2 separate regions of the Mus musculus genome follow, and region 2 is linked to region 1. A link is a contact called in public HiChIP or PLAC-seq data. All regions are on one chromosome and are shown on one strand. The core of a region is the stretch at or near the end of the contact, and the rest is flanking DNA. Distances in the headings are between cores, read along the strand shown.

The links. HiChIP or PLAC-seq counts read pairs in DNA pulled down with a chosen protein or histone mark.
Region 2: a contact with region 1 is called in an H3K27ac HiChIP or PLAC-seq map of embryonic stem cells, with 2.8 times the contacts expected there. The contact joins the enhancer-like site here to the promoter of Suds3 in region 1. A contact is called at or near these places in 1 of 15 datasets of contacts at CTCF or cohesin (the NIH/3T3 cell line), 11 of 115 datasets of contacts at active chromatin or transcription factors (the 230-238 cell line, differentiating embryonic stem cells, embryonic forebrain and 5 more) and 3 of 9 other capture datasets (adipose tissue, embryonic stem cells and pancreatic islet).

The regions. Positions count from the first base shown.
Region 1 is chr5:117,114,090-117,117,482 of GRCm38.p6, forward strand. Suds3 (suppressor of defective silencing 3 homolog (S. cerevisiae)) reads right to left here and starts at 1,904. Exons shown (of 12, transcript NM_178622.5): 1 at 1,583-1,904. The coding sequence starts at 1,724.
Region 2 is chr5:117,439,474-117,442,912 of GRCm38.p6, forward strand. All of the region lies in intron 1 of Ksr2 (kinase suppressor of ras 2), which reads left to right. Among named protein-coding and RNA genes, the nearest start is that of Ksr2, 27 kb to the left of the region's middle. Within about 2 kb of position 1,453, at least 16 of the 459 cell types and tissues checked have an H3K27ac peak or open chromatin away from gene starts, as enhancers often do. A contact at or near this core is called in differentiating embryonic stem cells and embryonic stem cells, where this site is marked.

The sequences.
Region 1 (3,393 bases), core at 654-3,153:
ACTCCTCTCCAGGCTGTCTTGCTTCAATCTGGCTTCAATCAGTTTCTAGTGAATGGCTCTGCTTGGCCTCATTCTAACTTTGGCATTATCTTCAGCTCCTTCTCATTCTCTGGCTCGGTCTGCCTTCACCTGTGTCTAGCTTGTTCTCCAACCTGTCTCCGTAAAACTGCCCCCGTAAAACTGCCCCAGTAAAACCGCCTCCTTCTTCTTCTCTGTGCTGCTCTCTTAAATACCCTTTTCCCTCTCATCTCCTGAGAGTTGATTATATCCCATTCTGTCAAATCTGCCTCTGATCCATCACCTTGCTGACACTCAATTAGACATCACTTTCAAACAGGGGTTTCCTAATACAAACTAACTTTACCTTGATTGTTTGGGATTAAAAATATATGTACTAAGGGCATGTCTGCATTCCAGCCAGAGGGATTAAAGGTGTGTGTTAAGGCTGAGCAACACCCCAAGTAAAAACAGTTTTGTTTTGTTTTGTTTTTTTCAATAAATAACACGGTCTCGGGGTTCACAGTGTGATCAAATATCCTGCGACATATAGACAGTCGTGAGCCACTCCAACCTGGACCCTCAGAAAAATCAGTGTTCTAAACTGCTTAATTTAAACTGGTCTTAAGCAAAGATCTGGATCCAATGGCCTGAGTGAAGAGGGTCAATTTTGTCTTCGCTGTACCCCCTCGTGGTCATTAAAAGAAGTGCACCTTTCACATTGAAAAATCCCTAGTTAAACCTTGATTTTGTTTTTGTTTTGTTTTGTTTTGTTTTTTAACCATAGTTAAAACAAACGCACTCAGTTCCTATAACTTGCTCTGCGTGCACTGAGGCCGGAGCAGACCCAAGTCCTCACAAAGCCGCCTCCTTTCCTTCGGTGGAAGGAACTTTCACGGAAGCCCTGTCTAGAGCCAGCTAGCTATGTTACTACGCATTTGAGAGACTTAAGATCCTGCCCGCAGTTGGGGGTAGCTTTTGGCTTTTTACAGCCCGACTCTATGCCTGAATACTGTCCACTCCGCCCATACAAAGACCTCCCCTTGCCCCTTCTGCTTCTAGCTTCTCCCCCACCTAGCCAGCTCCTTCCTCAATAATCCCTCTGGGTGTCCCTCACACCCGCCAAAAGGTAAATAAACAAGGTCCCGGATCGAGACCTGAGGCTGGAGGAGCGATCACGCAAATGCAGACTACTCGGACCTGAAAACAAATCCCAACCTCCCCTTTCGCCCACTTCGCCGTGGCAGGACACGATTCCATTGAACCCCTCCCAACCTAGGAGATGAGGACTCCAAGCTACCACGCAGGAGGTGGGTAAACAAGACAGCTTTAAGGTCACAAAGCTGGGGGCGGGGGAGAGGTGCCGGCCAAAGGAAGACTTATCGCCTGTCCCATTCCGGCTCCCCAAGCGGAGCTAGGGGCATTAAAACAGTGGGAGGAGAGAAGCTGGGAGCGAGAAAGCCAGGGCGAGCATTGCTCCGACCCGAGTGCGGAAATGAGAGACGCTGGGCTGGGGACCCCTGGCTCGCAAGAGCTCTGGCGACCTCTGACCACCCGCACCCGGGCCCCGTCCCCACACCCGCACCTTCGTCGGACTCTCGGCCCCGGCAGCTGCGCTCGTCGTCCTCGGCGCTCTCCAACTCCTCCTCGTCCTCCGGGTAGTACTCCGGGGCGGCCGGCGCTGCAGCCGGAGCCGGCGCCGGAGCCAGCAGCCCCGCGGCGCTCATGTCGCCGCCTCGGGGCCGCGGCGGAGCCGGTCCCGCGGAGATCGCGGCCGCCTGGCTGCGTCCCCGGAGCCCCGCAACCTCGCGCGGTTCCGAGCCGCGGGCACCGGGACTCCCCTCGGCTCCGAGCTCCGCCCCCCACCCCGCACCCCGGCGCCCGCGCTGGGCAACGGGGGCCTCGCGCAGCCGGCTACTTCCGGGTCGTGGGCTGCTCGGTGACAGCCTGATCAGGCCGTCCTCGAGACGGTAGGTGAGACGCCGGGGCTCCACGGTTTCTGACACGGCGGCCGCGGCGGCGTCACTGTCTTAAGAATCCGCGATCGGCCACGGCGGAAGGGGCGGAGGCGGGAGTCTCTGGAGTCAGGCATATCCAGGGGCAGCCGCGCCAGCAGTCAGGACCCCGGAGTTGGAGGTGGCACTTCTGGCAGTGGCCACCAGGCGGCGCCTGGAGTCAAAACTAAAGTGTGGATGGACTCGACCTGATGGGCGGAGGCTTTGCAGAGCCCTGGATAGGTAGCATGGTCTCTGATTCATGCAGGTGAATGGCACGAACGGTTCCCGCGGTGGGCTTGGACGCCTGGCCAGCCAGAGTGTGTGGGATACAGAAAATGTTGTGCGTGGTTGCTCCCCTGCCTTAATGGGGGCTTTATTAAAAATTATGGTAAAGGCAAGTTGTTGCCATTTCATCCACCGGTCAGGTGAAAGTGTGTCCCTAGGCCTTGCCAGTACTTTCTTTTGAGTAGATTTACTGGGTAAGCTGTTCTACCGGTTTTACAAATGATCAAAAGAGTTGTCATTCTTTCTCCTTTCAAGAAAAGAAAAAAGAAAAAACGGTGGCGTCAGTCTAGCATCCCAGATCCACAGCTGTCCACAGGATAACTTCCTTGTGCTTCCCCAAACATAATTTTTAAGGTATTTTAGCCTAAAACAGTAATTTAATAACCTGCTAATTTTTACTTGAGTAAATAGGGCATTTCCCTCCAGGAACTACATTGGCTTAAATTCAGAAGCCAACGCTGAGCAAAGTGACCTTTAGTCCCAGGACTAGGGAGGCAGAGGCAGGCTGAGTTCAAGGCCAGCCTGGTCTGCAATTCGTGTTTCAGAACAGCCATGGATACACAGAGAAACCCTGTCTTAAAAACAAAAAAAAACAAACCAAGCCATGAAACTGAATCTCTCCATGTGTTAATCTGTGTAGCCCTGTGAAACATAGTGTTACAGTTTTGCTTAGAAGAGGAGGAAGAGGAGGAAAGGGAAGAGGTGGAGGAGGAAGAGGAAGAAGGTGGAGAGGAGGAGGAGGAGGAGGAGGAATAGGAGGAATCATCTCAGCACTTGGGAGGCAGAGGCAGGTGGATTTCTGAGTTTGAGGCCAGCCTGGTCTACAGAGTGAGTTCCAGGACAGCCAGGGTTACACCGAGAAACCCTGTCTCGAAAAACAAAAAACAAAAAGAAGAAGAAGAAGGAGGAGGAGGAGAAGCAGAAGCAGTAGCAGCAGCAGCAAAAACCTATGGTCTCTGCCTAGTGGCTCACAACAATAATCCCAGGTGCTCAGAAAGACAAATGCAAGAGGACAGAGCAACATCAAGGCTTGCCTGGATTTCACAATGAGTTCAAGGCCAGCCAGTTTAATGAGACCTTGTTTGAAAGCAAAATTAAAAAGGATGGGCCATGT
Region 2 (3,439 bases), core at 203-2,702, 320 kb after region 1:
ACTCAGATGTCCTCAGAGACCAGGGGACAGTGTGCACATTCTAGAGTTGGGTGCTGGGAACTGAGCCCCCCGCCCCTGTCCTCTGCAAGAGCAGTGAACCACTGAACTGCCTCTCCAGCCCCTTATTTCTGTACTTTTAGTAAGTGATGAGTACTCTCCTTAAAGCTCAGATTCCGATGCTAGCTCTCCCTTAACCAGGCATTTCCTTGAACAACAGATGAAAATATTTATACATAAAGTCTTACACACGTTCGCGACCGGCCAGGAAAGACGCAGCAAACCAGAATCTTCTGCGGCAAAACTTTATTGCTTACATCTTCAGGAGCAAGAGTGCAAGAGCCAGAGCAAGAGCTCTATTGCTTACATCTTTAGGAGCCAGAGCGCAAGAGAGCAAGAGCCAGAGCAAGAGAGAGAATGGCGAAACCCCGTCCCTTTTTAAGGAGAATTATTCTCCGCCTAGGACGTATTACTCCCTGATTGGCTGCAGCTCATCGGCCGAGTTGTCATCACGGGGAAGGCAGAGCACATGGAGTGAAGAACTACCCTTGGCACATGCGCAGATTATTTGTTTACCACTTAGAACACAGGATGTCAGCGCCATCTTGCAACGGCGAATGTGAGGGTGGCTTCCCACAATAAAGTCCTTGAAGCAGCCACTGAGGGAGACACCTGCCTGCCAGAGCTCCTGGGTGTCATTGAAAACACCTTAGAGGACAGTCTGAAGAGTCATAAGTGTCGCTCCCCCTCCCTCCCTCCCTCCCTCCCTCGGTTCCTTCCTGTAACTTTTGTCCATAGCCCAGGTTGTACTAAAACTCTTTGTAGCTATTGAGTATGACTTTGAACTCAAGACACTACAGGTCCTACCTCCCAATTACTGAAGTACCCAACACGCTGTCTGTTTAAAGGCTGGCTCAGGTCCATCCTCTCAAAGAACCAGCCGGTTGGAACTGGAGGTCACAGCGCTGATGGGCCAGGCTGGAATCTAAAACATAACTCAAAGGGAGGAGACCGTAGCATGGGTTTTAGTCTTCGACCATTCACATCTGCTTCAAAAGGTGACCTGGCGGGCTGCTTTGGACCGAAGCCTTGCTGAGCCAGCACAAGGTACAAATAGCTATCATTGTATGGTAGGAATAGTGCTGGCGCCCGGATGCAGGACAGCGGCTCTCAGACATTGGCCACGTTGCATTTGAATGCCAAAGTGAAATAAAAGGAGTTGTACCAGACGACTCCAAGTTTGGGAAAGGCTTTTGTTGTAGATATAAGGGAGAAAGACAGAGGGAGAGCCACTGGCAAAGAGAGGTGGCCAGGGCCAAGGGACCAAGACCAAAATGGCTGAGTTATGTAGGGATCAAGCTGGGGGAAGGGAAGCAGAAGCCCAGCCTGTGGCGGGGTTGTGGGGGTGACTTAGGTAGGGGACAGGGCGAGGTGTGCTGGGTGGAGCCACGGGCGGTTAGGGATGTTGGGAGAGCTGGGTGGAGGACGCTGGTGAAGTGAGACTTGTCTTGGGTCTGAGACCCAACAGCATGAAAGTTGAGATCGTATGCTCACGAGGAAAGGCTGTTCCAGAGAGAAGGAACAGAATACTCAGAAAGTCAGAGGTAGGAAAGGCATCAGGGAACCAAACAAACGCCAAAGCGGCTGAAATCTCCAGAGCCCCAGGCCCTCTGGGAAACCCAGAGACCAGCAGTCCATCTTCCCTTCCCTCCTCTGGCTTCCTGGCTGCATTTCATAGGAGAGCGAGGCGTGTCACCGGCCAAATTGAATAAGCCCCTCTAATCGACCGTCTCCACTTCTCAAATACGATTTGAAAGCCTAACGTGGATTTATTGGTCCCCTAAGGTAGAGGCAGGTTCTGGTAGCAGCACGGCACACCCAGTACCTTGGGAGACTGCTGCGCAGGGTGCGTAGGACTCAGAGTTGCAAGGGTTGGAGCACGAGGAGGTGCAGTTGGGAGGGAAGAGATTAGGGGAGTGGAAATATGTTTTCTGGCCTCGCTCCGTTACTATCAACAACAGCAGAGAAAGCGTCTCCGCGGGGTTATGAAAAATTCATTAGTAGCATGCTTAGAGGGCTGAGAGGCCGGCCATTGTTTGATTAGATTAGCGAGGAAGAGAGCAGTCCTAAATGAACTGAGATTAAGAGCCGGACTCCCCCTCACCTACCCCACCCCACCCCCATCCCCACCCCCAGCCAGTCCTCTCTGCATGCAATCACAGCTTCTTCCAGCCAGCCATCTTTGCTTGTCTGCTGAGCTGGTTAGGGCCTGGGACAGTACAGAAAAGGGGTCTTGGAGGGGTCTCGGAGGAGTCTCGGAGGGGTCTCAGGCATTCCAGCTCCAGCTGTTCCCTAGGGGCTGCCCTCCTGTTTGAAAGACCTGTTTTCTTTCTCCTGGGTCTTCCAGAGTCCAGAACCTTAACACAGGTGTGGCGTTTGAGACCGAGGAATGGGTTTGGGAGAGAACTAGGGAGAGGCCTGATGAGAAACACACTCAGCAAGCAGTCTAGGAGACAGACCACCAGCGATCGACACAGAGTTGCCTAGCGTGCTGGCACGCCCTTCACCCCGTTACTCTAGAGGGAGAGGGATGAGGATCGCTGTGATTTGAGGACAGCCTGGTCTACACAGCAAGTTCTGGGCCAGCTAGGGTAACGCAGTGAGACTCTGTCTGGGCTTGGGGAGATGAGGCCCAGAGAGATGGCTCAGCGGTCAAGAACCGCTCTTGCAGAGGACCCGACTAAGTTCCTGGCTCACAACAGCGTGTAACCCCAGTTCAGAGCATCAGACACCCTCTTCTAGTTTCTATGGGCACTTCACACATGTGGTGCACAGATGTACACATAGGGAAAACACTTATTCATATATAAAAAAAAATCTTAAAAAAAAAAGAACAGAGCCAGTTCTGTAAAGCAGCCTACTATTAATGTCTGACATTCAACATCAATCCACAGCTCCAACATGATGCGGTGATGTCATGACGCAGCTCCGCCAGGTGCGATGCATGCTTGTATTCCCAGTGTTGAATTACTCGGGGCTCACACCCACCCAGCACATTCTGGGCCAGTGAGAGACTTTGGCTCAAAACCCAATGTGGACAGCTATTGAAGAATGACTCCGAAAGTTGACCTCTGACCTCCACACACATTCCAAAACTGAGGGGTGCTGTTAAGTCTGAGAGAAGGCGAGGCTTGCAGAGCTGGCTTAGGAGGAAATGATGCGTGCACCTGAGTCTAACCACCTGGGCTTGATCCTGGGACCTACATAGTAGGAGAGAATTGACTCCTGCCTTCTGACCTCCTTCTTCCACAGGTGCATGGGCGCTCCCCGCCACCCCCCCCGCCATCCCCCCCCCCGTCCAAACAAGAATTTAAAAATGTAGTAAATAATGGAGATGGTGGGGTGTGTATCTGGGAGAGGTGGCATTTGAAAAGAGACCCTA